5 separate regions of the Mus musculus genome follow, and regions 1, 3, 4 and 5 are each linked to region 2. A link is a contact called in public HiCAR-type and promoter capture Hi-C data. All regions are on one chromosome and are shown on one strand. The core of a region is the stretch at or near the end of the contact, and the rest is flanking DNA. Distances in the headings are between cores, read along the strand shown. Region 1 overlaps Prkca (protein kinase C, alpha). Region 2 holds the start of Wipi1 (WD repeat domain, phosphoinositide interacting 1). Region 3 holds the start of Cacng5 (calcium channel, voltage-dependent, gamma subunit 5). Region 4 overlaps Prkca (protein kinase C, alpha). Region 5 holds the start of Cacng4 (calcium channel, voltage-dependent, gamma subunit 4).

Region 1 (2,857 bases), core at 125-2,624, 1.6 Mb after region 2:
TTGGTGGGCACGTGGGCATGGAATAAATACAAATACCAAACCACTTTAAATAAGGGGCCTGCACGTGGGAGGATCTGGGTGTCCATTAAGGTCCTCCAAGTGGCTGTACGTGAGAGGTCTTCTTCCTGTAGGCCCTGGGCTAAGACTTTCGCAAAGCAGTTGTGGATTCACAGCCCTGCCTTCTCTTTTTAAGCAAACCAGGCTGGCCTTGAACTCAGAGATCTGCCAGCCTCTGCCTCCCACATGCTGTGATTAAAGGTGTGTGCCACCATAGCTAGCCAGCCCTGCCTTTTACAGACAACCCCCTCCCCCATCCTGCTGCTGCCACGCCCAGCATTGGTGTGCCAGGACACTTTGTTTTCTGAGGAGCTGTCTCTGTATAATGACACAGCAGGAGGAGCAAGCTGTGACCTGTCCAGCAGCCCGAGAGCTGTGAGAAAGGTCACAAGAAATAAGCCCAGATTATAATATTTCCTCGCATATGAAATTCAAAATTTAACATTCTAAGGACAAAGCTACACCCCTCCACTTTCCTGTCACCCACAGCAGCTTCCCGACTGTGAAGGCTGTGAGGAGTTGTAAGAAACACACAAACCTTGCCCCTACAATCTGACCGTTTACAGGAAAAAGTTCTGCTGACCTTAGGCGCAAAGTAAAATGTAAAAGAAATGTTCAAACTACAAAGACACCAGCTGTGGGGCTTCCTGGTCTCCCCACACTGACATGCATTCTAAGATGCAGCGATGAGCTGAGGGGTTCCCCACCTCCAAGCCCCACTCTCCAAGCAGCCGCTGTCAGATCTCACTCCCCTGACAGCTAGTGTTACAGTCACCGTCTCATGTAAAACTTCCCTGTGATGGAAAAATGATCCGTGCTTAGGCCTCTCCTTTTAAAATCTTGGGGAACAAGATGCCTTGAGAAGCTTGGAGTCTCAAAATGGGGGATTTTTGTGGACTCGGCGTGCGCCAAGCATGCAATGTTGGCAGCGGCCGCTGTGTGTCAGCCTTGCACTGGTCATGCAGTCGGCTCCAGCCCTCTCAGAGCTCCAGAGAGAACTGGTGGGAAGGTTAGGAGGGAGAACACAATCTCAGCCCTGTTCTGTGAGCCCACGGGCACCCGTGCAGCTCTGGAAAACTGCGAAGAAACTGCGAAGAAGGAATTGAATCCAGAGCCGGGGGTTCCCATAGCCACTTCGGGGCTGTTGACACCAGCTCCGTCATCTCTCCCTCCTGGAGCTACACTTGAATGTTTAATAGCCCCGGTGTGTAAGGGGGGTTGCTTTCTAGACTCTAGCAGAGGTCAGCTCTTACCATGCTCTGTTGTGCTGCTGGTTGTCCTCCCATTAAACTGCCTGGCATAATGTCCCCATCTGTCCCAGCATAATGGCCTCATAACTATGCAGACTTACTTGGCTCCATGATATATGCTCTCCGTGGGGCCAGCTCTTAGCATACCAGTGACAGAAAATATTTAGAAAAAGGCAATATTTGAGCACATTCTGGAGGCAAAAGAACATTGATTAAAATCTCCTTTTATGGTGAACCCCTCTCTTCCACCCACTAAATATCATTACATGTGCGTAATTTATGAGTTCAATATAACCCCAAAAGATATGTTTTCAGAAGCATCCATTTACGCACCTTACTGCATTAGCCCAGCATAGCTCCTGGAAGTCGCAGGCTATCTTTTACGCATGCGCACCATTGATAACAGGGGTTAAGATGGAATGACAGGCCCCGTATAGGGTCTTCATATCACCCCTGATTGAGAGACGAACTGTCCGTACGGGGAAGTCTGTGTGGGGGAAGGGAAAGAATGTTTGAGGCCTTTACTGTAATGAGGTGCATAACTACCAGTAGGCTGACCTGTTAGCAGCGTCCGTCACCTGCAGATGTACGGATGCACATTATCCCCCACTCAGTGAAGAGCAGATCTGTCAAGGTCACCCTGTGTTTGCTAATATGAAAGCAAAGCTGATAAGCTCTGCTGGGGAGGGACCCTCCTCACGTGTAAACCTTGGTCTCCAGGACCGGCTGTACTTCGTCATGGAATACGTCAACGGCGGGGACCTCATGTACCACATTCAGCAAGTCGGGAAATTTAAGGAGCCACAAGCAGTGTGAGTAATCTTTATTAACATTTTTCTTTCTTTCTTTTTTTTTTTTTTATTTTGAGTCTTGAAATTCAAACAGCCTAATTCTCCCAACTGAGAACTCCTTCTAGATACTATGTCCAAGGGCAACTCTGCTCACTTGGGTCTCAGCTCTGAAACTTCCCAGAGTAGCAGCTGAGCCAACAGGACCTGTGCATAATAGGTATGTCTTAGGACCAGTGATTCTAGTCTCAGCAGACTGGACATACGGACGCCTGCCTCCCCATCACCTACTAACACCCGTATGGATGGAAGCCTTCCCTGCTTGCTGCTCATCCAGCAAGAGTGTAAAGTGATGAGAGGCCCTTGGGCAGCCCATGCTCTCATTAGCAAAAGCCATCCAACAGTCCTGACACATTGCTGAAACAGTGCAGGTCAACACAGGGTACCACTAACACTCCAGAGTCGGAGAGTGGGTGCAGCACAAAACTGGGGGATGCCCAACCCAGAGATGAGAGGTGCCTGCCAAGGAAAGGATATGGAGCCAAGTCCAGGGGGTGACCTTCAGCTTAGGTGACATGAGGTGGTGGGGGAGGCTGGACAAAGAAGTGCAAAGCCTGCTGGGAGGGCAGCCTATGAGGATGGCAGAGAGAAGGGCTTGATCCCACAGAAGTTCTGACAGAGCCTACTGGCTGAGACAAGAGGAAAAGTAAGGAAGGGGCCGGTGCAAGGGGACCCCTGGGAACCACGGCAGGGAAGAAAAAA
Region 2 (2,700 bases), core at 92-2,591:
GATATGAACCGAATTGCCACAATCTACAGAACTGTGACACCATTATCATCATAGTAATAATAATGGCGATGATGAAGATTTCAGAGGCTGTAGAGATGGCTCAGCAGTGTTTTTACTGATGAGCGGAATTCTGTTCCCCAGAACCCACACCAGGCACCTCACAACCAATTGTATACAAGCTTGGGAAGCAAATCTCCAGTTTGCTTCAGAATGCATCTCAAACGACATGAGCTTCAAGCTGTACTGTCTTGTACAGTATTCTAGTTTCTCTCCTTTCTATACAAATCGAATGTCTGGTCAAATACTGCTGAGCAAAGTTGTATGATAACAAGTCCTGAAAGAAGACCCTTTCACATGCCGCTGTGTATTGTTGGTTTTAGATAATATAGTCTAGCCAGTGCTTTAACCGGGTTTTCAGTAAATCGGGTAGGAACATACCAAGGTAATATTGTTAATGTAAGGGTCGGGGTTAGCAAGAGCTCTTTCTCAACTGTGGGGCTGTATGTGGCTTCTTAATCGGCTGGGGATCTTTTTCCGAGAAGCTTAAGGGCTCTCCAAAACGGCTGGACTTTGATGTCTACTGATTTCAACTACAACTGCTGTAAGCTTAGCGGGCGGGCAAGGAAGCAGGCGTCCGCCCGCCTCCTTGGCGTTGTCTCCGACGCTAAGGCAGGCTTGAAGCCTGAAGCTCCACTCCTCCTCCTCACCCTCTGGACGCTCTGGCAATGAAAACACCACCACGTGGCCTGCTGCCTTTGCCTCGCGCACCTTCGGCCAATGGCAAACGGTTTCTCCGACTAGGGGGCGGGTCGTCAACAGCTGTCCCGCCCACTAGCCCTATTGATTGACTAAAAGAGTTGGTGGCCAATCCTGGCTGTCTGCGGAAGGCTCTGTTCGGTCAGCAGTTCTGTTCCCAGTGATAAAGAGGCGGGGTGGGGACAGAGACGGCCTGGAGAGGGGGCGGGGCTACCAAGCTAGGTAGAAGGAGGCTCGGGGCGGGGCCTGGTTGGCTCAGGGCGGAGCTAGGGCTGTGAGGGGGTGGGGCTAGGTGCCCGAAGTGGAGAGGGCGAGGCTAAGTGGGAAATGTGTAGGGCGGGTCCTGAAGGTCCCAGGCAGGGCTAGAGCCGAGAGGGGCGGTACTTGAGGCAGGGGCGTGGCCTGGCTGTTTTAGGACCCAGCCGATTCTCTGAAGGAGGGGCGGGGGTTTGGAGTGGGGCGGAGCTAAATGGGAATCGTGTAAGGGCGGGGTCTTACGATGGAGGGGCGGAGCTAAGTGGTATCTGAGTGGGCGGGGTCTGTCTGGAGGCGAGCCCGGGGCGGGACCGACGCGGCAAGCCGGCCCACGGAGCCGGCGCGGGCGGGCTGCTGAGGTGGCTGTCCCCCGCTCAGAGCTGCGGCTTCTCGGGTCGAGCCCCCGATGGAGGCCGAAGCCGCAGATGCCCCTCCGGGCCGAGTGGAGGCGGCGCTCAGCTGCTTCTCTTTCAACCAAGACTGCACGTAAGCCACGGCGCCAGCCCCCTGGCCAGGGAAGTGGGGGACAGAATGTCGCCACCAAAGGGTGTTGTCCTGTAACGCAACTGGTGGCTAGCCGGGGCCTGCGCGCCGATGGTACCTCGGCAGGGCAGCCTGTGTCGCGGCGTTGCTCGGCTGTAGGGGTTTGAGCCCACCCAGACGACTGCCAGCCAGCGCCTGCCAGAAAGAGCCGGCTAGGGTGACCCAAACAAGTCAGCAAGGAGGGCGGAGGGGGGACCTTGAATGTGGGGGAGGGACTTGGTGTGGGCCACCTAGTGACCGAAAGGGAGATCAGGGACCAAAACAAAGGTGAGGGAAGGGAGGAATGTGCAACTTGACTCAAGAGGGAGGATGCAGAGAGTCGGAAAGATGAAGAAAAACTTTACCATTTGTCCTTGAGTATCTCAACGTGGCATTTGGGCAGGGCCTCGGACAAACAGTCAGTCTATCCCTGTGGCCCGACCAGCCCCAGCACTGGGCATCTTGGCTGGTCTCTTTGGCCGTAGGAAGCTTTTCTTTATTTGCCTTTCTGTGTTTACTCGCTGTCCACCCAGTCCCAGGAATCTCCTGGAAGCTCAGGAGCCCTTTCTCTGCCCCAGACAGCTTCCCATCCCTGAAGCAGGCGCTCCACCCTGTTGCTTTTAAGTGGCTTTTTAATGTTTCACTATGATGGTCAACGTTTAGACTTTGGTCCATAAACAAGGGATTGCTTGCCTGAGTTCTAGGCATCTGCAGGATTGAATCTTAAGACACAAGCTACTGTTTTCTTCCCTGTTTTTGTGCAAGCCAGCCTGGGGACCATATGGATTAATCTCTTTGGAATGTGGAGCCCTGAAGCATCAGGGCAGGGATGACCACTTCCCAGTGTCCCACTTCCGGCTGTACCAGTTTCTGCTCTGTTCCTGGTTTGGGCTCAGCTTCAGGCTTGTGCCTTGGCTGCTGCTAGCTGAACTGTGCTAATATTGAACATTCATTCGTTGGTGTAATTAAGGCCATAAGCAGCCCTGGTTTTCATTCCCTTTGTGTTTCTGTTTGAAAAACCCCTGCTCTGAACAATATGTCTTTGTTTGAAAAATCTGTGTGTGTAATCATATAATCCAGTAATTCGACAGCTTGGCTACATGAGTGACTCTCAGGCTGCCTCTGACCACAACCCACAATAAAAAAGTACATCTTACAACATCTCCC
Region 3 (2,700 bases), core at 126-2,625, 1.7 Mb after region 2:
TTTTAGACATTCATTCAACAAACACCTCCCTCGCACCTGCTCTGTGCCAAGCCTTCTGCCTAAGCTCATAATATCAAGGAGAATGTCAATCAACTCATCATTGCCACACTGATGACTCCTGGGCCCAGAGGAGGAAGAGAAATGCATCCTTATACCACAGGGAGAACCAATAGTATGTGGTGCAGTTTCTATACAGCAGTATCCACCCACGGTCTGGATCAAGCAACCTTAGCCATAAAGGGCTTTCGTACAAGTGATGTCTTATAGTCTGGGGGTAAATGTGTTCACTGCTGATATCTCCGTGTCTGACACTGACCACTGGGCAGAGGAAACAGCTGAGTTGGTAAAATGCTAGCAAATATTTGCAGTCCAGACACTGGGAGCAGGAACAGGAAAAATCCCTGGGACTTGCTGACCAGCCGAGTCTAATCAGAGTTCCAGTACCAAGATCCCAACTGCATGCATGCACGCACATGTGTGCACACTGGGCATGTGTGTCACACACACACACACCACACATGAACTCACACACACATGAGCACACATTCACACGAACCATCTTCATTGCCTGAAGGAACTTGACAGAAGAGTCAAGTTGCTGGAGGACGCCCGCGGCCAGACTGCCCAAGCCTACATCCCTGCAGGGCATGCTTCCAGCTTGCAGCAAATGCTACTGTGTGCAAAGTTTACACATGTGTGGACAAAGTTACCAGCTGCCATTTCAGAGACATGAAGGTGGACTGATGTTCCAGCCAGAAAGAGTGAGCCATATGTCTTCCCAGCCAGTCTGGCTGGATAGCCGCCCTTCACCATACCATGGCTCCAGCTGCAAATTGTCTGGGGCTTCATAAACCTGTGAAATTAAGTTTGACGGTGCCACGGAAGCCAGGTAACAATTTAGAGAAGGAAGAAATGCTTAATGCCAGAGCCAGGCAGCTATGAGCTACAGATGTGGTTCTGTGGTGTGTCTTCAGGAACACCCTTGGGTCTGAGCTTTCCCCTTGGCATCCATGAAATGGGAAGGTTGTGAAGGTCAAATGACCAGAGACCTGAAAAGTGTTTTGACTAGTGTCTGGCCCTCAGAACTCAATAAACAACTGGCTGGGGCTGGAATAATCTCTCCACCACCGACTGCAGCGGCCGCCACAGGACGATAAGTCTGACTCAAGGCAGGTGCTCTCGTTTGGAAAGCCTCCCTTCTCCTACGACAACCCCCAAAGTCTTCACCTACAGCCTCCACGAGGACGCTTCCCCACCCCAAGGGTTCTCCTCTGGGTGGAAGGCAGCATCCTTCTGTCCCAAAGCCCACCCGCAACTGACTGCATTGGGAAGTCAGGCCCCGCCCAGACCCCGCCCCAGACCCCGCCTTCTTCTAGTCCAGTGTTCCAGCGGCGGCCACCCGCACGGTAGCTGGCGCAGAGCAGCTCCGGCGGACCGGACGGGGCGGGCGTCCGGCAAGCAGCGCGGCACCTTTCACCGCGCGCAGCCCACAAGGGACCTTCCAGGCGAGTCTGGGGTCGTGACCGTGAGGTAAGAGCAAAGATGAGCAGGAGGGATATACACACGCCTTATCGGGGGTCCAGGAAGCGATTATCTCTAGTGGAGTCAATGCTACTGCGTTGAGCTGGCCTCCTTAACTGAGTAGCCAGGGGCAGGGTGGGGCGTGCAGGCGCTCTCTCTCTCTCTCTCTCTCTCTCTCTCTCTCTCTCTCTCTCTGTGTGTGTGTGTGTGTGTGCAGGGGTTGGGGATCATGACGCCCCCTCTTTGCCGATGCTTTCGAGCAATTTGCCCACTCCAAAGCCAAAGCCACACTTTCCCACCACAGACTTGAGTAAAACTGGAAGAAATGACCCGGATGCGGGATAGTAAAGGCCTCTGCCACCTGTTGAGCTGGGCTGTGGGGTCTCTGAGGGCCTAACTCTCCTAGGCTGTCAGGATCTGTGATTGGACTCACTTCCCAGTGGTCTCACCCATCTGCAAGTTACCTGCCCATCTTAGGACATCCGCTCTGCCTATCTTGCTTTCCTCCTGTCTGCCCTAGGCGACAGGAGGGGATGCCTGGGAGGGCTAATGGGAGAAAGGGGCTTGGCTAAAAGCCCCAGAGCTGATAAAGGTCCGTGGTGGGACACCACAAGGCATGGGGATTCCCTTTATGCTTTGTGTGAGATACCAACCCTCCCCCCAGGAGTACCCTATATTTTCCCCTAGCCACTCGAAAGTGCCCCCATTTAATGACTGGATCTCTTTACTGGAATCCTATCATGGTAATTGATGGAGCTGCAACATATGAGCAGTTTTAAAGTGAAATGAAATCTTGGGGCTGAACAGGGATTTAAAAACCATACCAGGTACCTCCCGTGGTTGCTGAGCAAGTCTCATCTCAAGGCTGGCTCTCAGGATGCTGAGAAATGGATAGCTTTCTACTTGGTCTTGCCACACAGGTGGCAGAAATTCCAACCGTTCTCAGGTTGGAGGCATCAGGGTTTTGTGACCTGGGAGAGGGCTTGGGGGCATGGTAGCTGAACTGTTCACATACAGCTGGAAGAGGCTGGCCTTAGTCTGTGATAGAAAGCATGGACTCTAACCCCATTCGCTCACCCTCTAACAGTGTAGCATTGGCTAATTCACAGAGCCCCTTGGAGGCTCTGTAAAGCTGGGCTGTCAGTTGTGAGAACAGAGTAAGGTCACACATGACAGTAT
Region 4 (2,806 bases), core at 75-2,574, 1.6 Mb after region 2:
ACAGCCCTGGATTGACCCTGGTCCTGTTGTGTGTTCACTTGGCCCTCTGTGCTCTGACCACTGTCACCCACCTCCCAAACGAAGGGTATTTGGTCTCATCTCTTACCCCTCACCTCACCTTAGCTGGGGCCAATTTCACCACCTCTTCTCTGGGACTATGTCTACTCTGAGACAAGTGATGCTTGGGTGGGATCTATAAGATTACAGGCTTGTCCTGGCTTGGCCACTCATAATCTTTATGTAGTGGGCTTGTTATTCAGCCTCTTGCCCACCCTTGGGTCCCACTAGCACAGCTCCTGGCTATTGTAATGAACTCAAAACAATGGCAATCACTTAGTGACCTCTCCCAAAATGTTGCTACCCACCATTACCACCATGATATTTATTATCTTCTTGGACACCAGAGAACCAAGGACCTTCATTCACCCTCGATCTCAGAACCACATGGCTCATTGAACATGCTCGGTGGAGAAGTGCTCTCTCTCTCTCTCTCCTCACTCTTCTCTTTCCTGATTCCCTTTCTCCCATCCCCCTCTTCCTCCTCTTCTTACACACAGCTCTGCATAAGCTCTGAAATCCCATCTAGTTTCTCTGGTATTAAATTTATATTCAAATTTGATCATACTTTCACAAGATATCAATTTGTAGGTCCACAACTACAAAGAATAGTCTGGTCGTCATTGGAATGGCTAATTTCCTCAGTGTCTCCTTTGTTACAAAGACATGGTGCATGGACTTGGCAGTTACCTCCATCTTCTCACCTGTTGTCACATGACCCCAGGCTCTGTGGGCCTTGGATACTAGACCTCACCATTTTCTGTGTTCATCTGCCCACTCCCACCCTCTGCAATCTTGAATTTCTATCTTTTGCCATTGGTCACCTCAAGCAAAAAAACCTTGCTGTTGTTTTTCTGCTGTGTCAGAGAACATGACTTTTGCTTACACATAGTGACGAGTGGGTTATAAAATTCGTTTACTCTTGTTTTCAACTGTTGGGCAGAGATGGATGTGGGAGGCCACCGCCAGGTCAGCTCAAAGAGAACAATCCTGGCTTTTACAGTGAGCCCATGGCTTGAGCCTTTGTCCTTTCTGTTGGCTTGTAAGCAGAAGCCACGAACAAGGGTGCTCTCAGAAGGGAAAAAGCAGCAAAAATAGAGAATTATTTTCCAAAGCAAAACAGATCATTTAAAGGGCTGACTTGTCATTGAACTTGGAGGCAGTTGATTTTTGGGCATAGTCAAACAATGTCCCTCTGTAGCTCTGAACCCTGAATGGGCAGGGTTACTGCAGGTCAGTGCTGACACATCCAGGCTGCAGGCAAGAAGATGCAGCTGTGTGCTCCACAAAGCCTCTGGTGTGTGTGTGTGTGGATGGATCTGCCGGAGCCTCTGTGTGCTCCTCTTCTGACCTGTTCCCAGCCATGGCGCCTCCTGGCAACCGGGGAGAGAGTTTGAAATCCACAGGGATACCAGGAGATGGAATAGGTGGGGCATGCTGGGTACATTCTGTGGTGTTGGCCTGTATCTAGCCTCCATATTAGCTATGTATTCATGAGTGTTGGTTTCATCATTTGTACTTCATAATTCATACTACACAGTCTCTGAACTAAGAGGCCATCTGCAACATTTTCTGCTGGATTAAGAATTGCATTGATTTTTTTTTTAATCTCACATTATTTTGGAACACTTGGGAGCTGAGTATTCCAGCTTTACCCTGTGGTCTGGAAATTCCAGGCCTGTATGTCTGTCTCTTTATTATACTTAGGTAGGGAGGGATATACATACCTATGCATGTGTGTACCTGTGTGTACATGTATATGCAGAGTCTGGAGGTAACTTTGGGTGTCATTCCAGCGGTTGCATCCTATTTGAGATAAACCCTCTTGTTGGTCTGAGACTGTGTAGGCTGGACTGGCAAGACGTACGTATCCTCCTGTCTCTCCATCCGTTGCACTGAGTTGTAAGCATGTCTCACCATTCGTCATATGGATTCTGGAGGAACCAGTCTTGGGGCCTTCATCCTTTCACTCCTGGCTTCCTGGGCTGGGCTGGGTTGGGTGGTGCTGGTGGCAGCAGTAGCCTTGGTGACTGTGATTCAGACGCAAACGCTGACTTACCATCAGCACTCCTGGTAGTAACAGCAGCAGTGTGAAGCTGTGTACCACTGTCACTTGTCCAGGTGTTCTTTGTACATTTTACATGTATCCAAGCCTTTAGTTCTCATAGTCACCCTGTGTGATCGGCAGCAAAGCTGTCTCTACTCTACAAATAAATTGTCTGCCATATTGGAAAGCGTGTCTGAAGCCAAAAAGCTAATGGTGGCAGGCAAATGTTTAACCCCAGCACAGGGTCTCAGTCACAGGTCCATGGGAAGCCAAACACATCCATGGCGGCCACTCAAGCAGCTTGTAGCTGATCGATCCCTAAGCATTCCTCAATGTTCATTAAACCCCCATAAGGACTCATATCTGGAGGAGCACCATACTTATATCAGAGAAAGCCTAGTGATGTCACCACTACCAGTTTGCCCGAGTCCTTGCCTCTATCAGGACCTGGGCAACATCATTGGCCTGTGACTGAGGCTGTTGCTCCATTCATTTGTCTGGGGCACTGTCTTAATTTCTTTCCCTGGTAGTATGATAACATATTCTGACAAAAGCCACTTAAGGAAAAAGGATTTCTATTAGCTCACAGTTCAAGGGATAATCCGACCTGATAGGAAGTCAAGACAGCAGAGCTTGAACCAGGTGCCCAGTTTCCTTTCTTTGTTCACACAGTAAAGGGCTCCAGTCAGGTGACTGTGACAC
Region 5 (2,700 bases), core at 53-2,552, 1.8 Mb after region 2:
TCTGGTTTTTTTTTTCTATTTGTTTATATTCCCTTCTCCCAGCAAAAGATAATTTTTCCCAGGGCAAACATTTGCACATTGCTACCACACACGGCTATATACGAGGGGGGAGCTCACACTCTCCAGAGAGGAAGAACAGTGAGTGCTCTGAGGCTGGGGTCATTCATTTATTTTCTCTGAGGAAAGCTGGGAAAGTGGCCCGGGAGGTAAAATTGCAAGGGCAGCAGCTTTCCATGTGTCTCTTTCAATCCCAGGGGGTCAGAACAGCAGCCCACAGAACAACCCTCGAGGATGCAACAGGGACAAGGGTGTAAGAAATGGCCTGAGTTCCCCCCCCCCCCGTGGGTTTCAGGCCTCCTGCAGGGGAGGAGGGGAACTGGGTGGCAAGGAAGGAGCCTGGCTCCAAGGAGCTCGGAGTGTATCCAGCTTGGGACCCTGCCAGCACCAAAAGCAATTAAGGGAAGAGGCCAGAGGCCCCGAGGCAGAGTCTGACAAGGTTAAGGGGAGGTGAGGAAGAGCCGGTTAGGCTGAGGAAGAGCCAACCGGAGAAAAAGTAAAGGTTCAGAGAAGGACAGGGAGAAGAAACAGCTGGAGGCTACAATGTAGTTGCTGGTGTTCCTGCCTCTATCAGCAATGGACTATCAGAAGTGTGACTGTAGTGTGTCACATCCTCAGTCCCCCTTCGAAGAAGTCCAGAGCTCCCCAGTGCCTGCTAGAACCCCTTGGCTTGCTTCGGTTGAAATGGAGGTGATCTTCATCTGGCTTGGCCCATAAAGAATGTCTCCCGTCTGTGACCCACATCTGGGCCCTTTGGAAACGCGAGGAGTCTCACAGTACATCCCTGCCTAGACCTTCATAACCAGGTACAGCCATAAGGCCGTGGGGAAAGAAGGAAAGGGGACGCAATCTCCATCCCACAGAATGGGATACAGAATCCTGGGGACTAAGGAGATCCTGGCTGTCCCGGGTTGGAAAGAGAGGTGACTGGAGACGCAGCTTCCCCGGGGTCCTTCCAGGGAACCAATCTTTCTTTCCCTCGGCTTCCTTCGCTCTGATAATGTGAATGAAGCCTGGGAGAGAAAAGAGAGCGCGCGTGAGCGCAGGGAGGGGAGAGAGGGGAGGGAAAATCCCGGCCGTGGGAGAGCGAGCGCGGGGCCAGAGGCGGAGGGGCGGCGCCGAGAGAGCGCGCCGGGCGGCGGGCGGTGGGTGGAGGCGCGGAGGGCGCGGGCCAAGAGCGGAGGGGAGGGCGGGCCGAGAGGGAGGAGCCCCCGGCCGCCACCGCCGCCGCTGCCGCCGCCGCCAGCCCGCCCGGCGGCCCGCGTAGCCCGCGCAGCCCTCACTCGCCGCCGCGCCTCGGAGTTTGAGCCCCGCGCAGCCGGAGCGCAGGCACGCCCGGGGCGCGGGGTCGGAGCGCGCAGCGCGGCGCCGCCCCCCGGCCCTCGGCCCCCCAGCCCCTGGAGCCCCCGGAGCCGCGCGCCGAGGGAGGAGGGCGGGCGGGCGCGGCGGGCCGGGCCGGCGGGCGGCGGACTATGAGGCGCCCACCATGGTGCGATGCGACCGCGGGCTGCAGATGCTGCTGACCACGGCCGGAGCCTTCGCCGCCTTCTCGCTCATGGCCATCGCCATCGGCACCGACTACTGGCTGTACTCCAGCGCGCACATCTGCAACGGCACCAACCTGACCATGGACGACGGGCCCCCGCCCCGCCGCGCTCGCGGCGACCTCACCCATTCGGGACTGTGGCGGGTGTGTTGCATCGAAGGTAGGACCCCTACCCCCAACGCACACACATAACACGCACACATGCACACGCACACATTGCCCCGGGGAGTGGGCCGGGGGAGGGGTGGGCGCGGCGCTGGCTCCACGCGAGACACAAAGAACCTAAAGCTGGGAGGGTGGGTTCCCGAGTGGACACGGGCGCAGCAGCCTCGGGTCCCTCTAGGCTGGGGACCTCCCCAACACACCGATCCCACAAACTCTCGGCTCGCACGCGCACACCCCCTCGCGCACAGACACAATGAAACACACAGAAACTCACGCACGCGCGCGCAACCCGAGAGCGGAGCGATCCCCAGGGGCCTCGCCGGCGCCCCTGGGGGAGGTGGAGGCTGGCGTGGGGGCGGGAGGAGTCTAGGGTTGGGGGGAAAGCGGACGCGGGAGGAGGGGGAGGGGTTGCTTGGCAACCGGTGTCTGTGCGATTGCTATGGGAACTGGCCATCCTGGGGCGGGGCCGGCCGGGGGCGGGGAGCCCCGGGGCAGCTAGGCGCTCACTCCAAGCCCCCAACTGAGAGGGTAAGGGCGGGGTACAGGTTGGGCCCCAAGCGGTTCTGGGGGAGCCAGGTAGCTCCAGCCGGCCGGCCTTCTCTTGATCCCTGACACCACAGACTCACTCCTCTCTGCGCGATGGGTACAAGAGGGGAACCGCGCCGCGTCTCCCGTAACTGAGGCAGCAAGCCCTGGGTCACTGCCCCTCAGCACGAAGTCGGCAAGAGACCTCCGTAGGAACCAAACTGGGGAGAGGAGAGTCAACAGCGGACCAAGAGTGGGCTGGGAGGGGCGTGGTCGCTGTTAGGGCAGGGCGGGGCTCTGTGACCCCCCTAGTATACAGAGACTTGAGAGGTGTGCTTCGGTTGAAATGCATCTAGAGATAGGGATTGAGTCCCTTGGACTGTGGGGACAGCTTCTAGGAGCGCGAG

What was found. Promoter capture Hi-C pulls out the DNA fragments that hold promoters and counts their contacts. HiCAR-type assays count read pairs that join an accessible place to other places.
Region 1: a promoter capture Hi-C map of embryonic stem cells shows a contact between it and region 2, with 5 times the contacts expected there. The contact joins the enhancer-like site here to the promoter of Wipi1 in region 2. A contact is called at or near these places in 3 of 39 promoter capture datasets (embryonic stem cells, hippocampal neurons and liver), 2 of 115 datasets of contacts at active chromatin or transcription factors (astrocytes and embryonic stem cells) and 1 of 9 other capture datasets (embryonic stem cells).
Region 3: a promoter capture Hi-C map of hippocampal neurons shows a contact between it and region 2, with 3 times the contacts expected there. The contact joins the promoter of Cacng5 here to the promoter of Wipi1 in region 2. A contact is called at or near these places in 3 of 39 promoter capture datasets (hippocampal neurons, pre-B cells and stem cell-derived epiblast-like cells).
Region 4: a HiCAR-type map of astrocytes shows a contact between it and region 2, with 8 times the contacts expected there. The contact joins the enhancer-like site here to the promoter of Wipi1 in region 2. A contact is called at or near these places in 2 of 484 Hi-C or Micro-C datasets (the G1E-ER4 cell line and the N1E-115 cell line) and 1 of 115 datasets of contacts at active chromatin or transcription factors (astrocytes).
Region 5: a contact with region 2 is called in a promoter capture Hi-C map of stem cell-derived epiblast-like cells, with 5 times the contacts expected there. The contact joins the promoter of Cacng4 here to the promoter of Wipi1 in region 2. A contact is called at or near these places in 2 of 39 promoter capture datasets (cranial neural crest and stem cell-derived epiblast-like cells), 1 of 484 Hi-C or Micro-C datasets (embryonic stem cells) and 1 of 115 datasets of contacts at active chromatin or transcription factors (astrocytes).

The regions. Positions count from the first base shown.
Region 1 is chr11:107,980,873-107,983,729 of GRCm38.p6, reverse strand. It overlaps Prkca (protein kinase C, alpha), which reads left to right. Exons shown (of 17, transcript NM_011101.3): 11 at 2,028-2,119. Among named protein-coding and RNA genes, the nearest start is that of Mir7223, 15 kb to the left of the region's middle. Within about 2 kb of position 1,374, at least 71 of the 459 cell types and tissues checked have an H3K27ac peak or open chromatin away from gene starts, as enhancers often do. A contact at or near this core is called in embryonic stem cells, where this site is marked.
Region 2 is chr11:109,610,030-109,612,729 of GRCm38.p6, reverse strand. It overlaps Wipi1 (WD repeat domain, phosphoinositide interacting 1), which reads left to right and starts at 1,341. Exons shown (of 13, transcript NM_145940.2): 1 at 1,341-1,497. The coding sequence starts at 1,418.
Region 3 is chr11:107,913,730-107,916,429 of GRCm38.p6, reverse strand. It overlaps Cacng5 (calcium channel, voltage-dependent, gamma subunit 5), which reads left to right and starts at 1,375. Exons shown (of 6, transcript NM_001199301.1): 1 at 1,375-1,530.
Region 4 is chr11:108,019,494-108,022,299 of GRCm38.p6, reverse strand. The region is part of intron 5 of Prkca (protein kinase C, alpha); the gene reads left to right. Among named protein-coding and RNA genes, the nearest start is that of Mir7223, 24 kb to the right of the region's middle. Within about 2 kb of position 1,324, at least 34 of the 459 cell types and tissues checked have an H3K27ac peak or open chromatin away from gene starts, as enhancers often do. A contact at or near this core is called in astrocytes, where this site is marked.
Region 5 is chr11:107,793,308-107,796,007 of GRCm38.p6, reverse strand. Cacng4 (calcium channel, voltage-dependent, gamma subunit 4) reads left to right here and starts at 1,302. Exons shown (of 4, transcript NM_019431.4): 1 at 1,302-1,763. The coding sequence starts at 1,544. It overlaps Gm11650 (predicted gene 11650), which reads right to left and starts at 2,136. Exons shown (of 2, transcript NR_165828.1): 1 at 2,043-2,136; 2 at 155-1,070.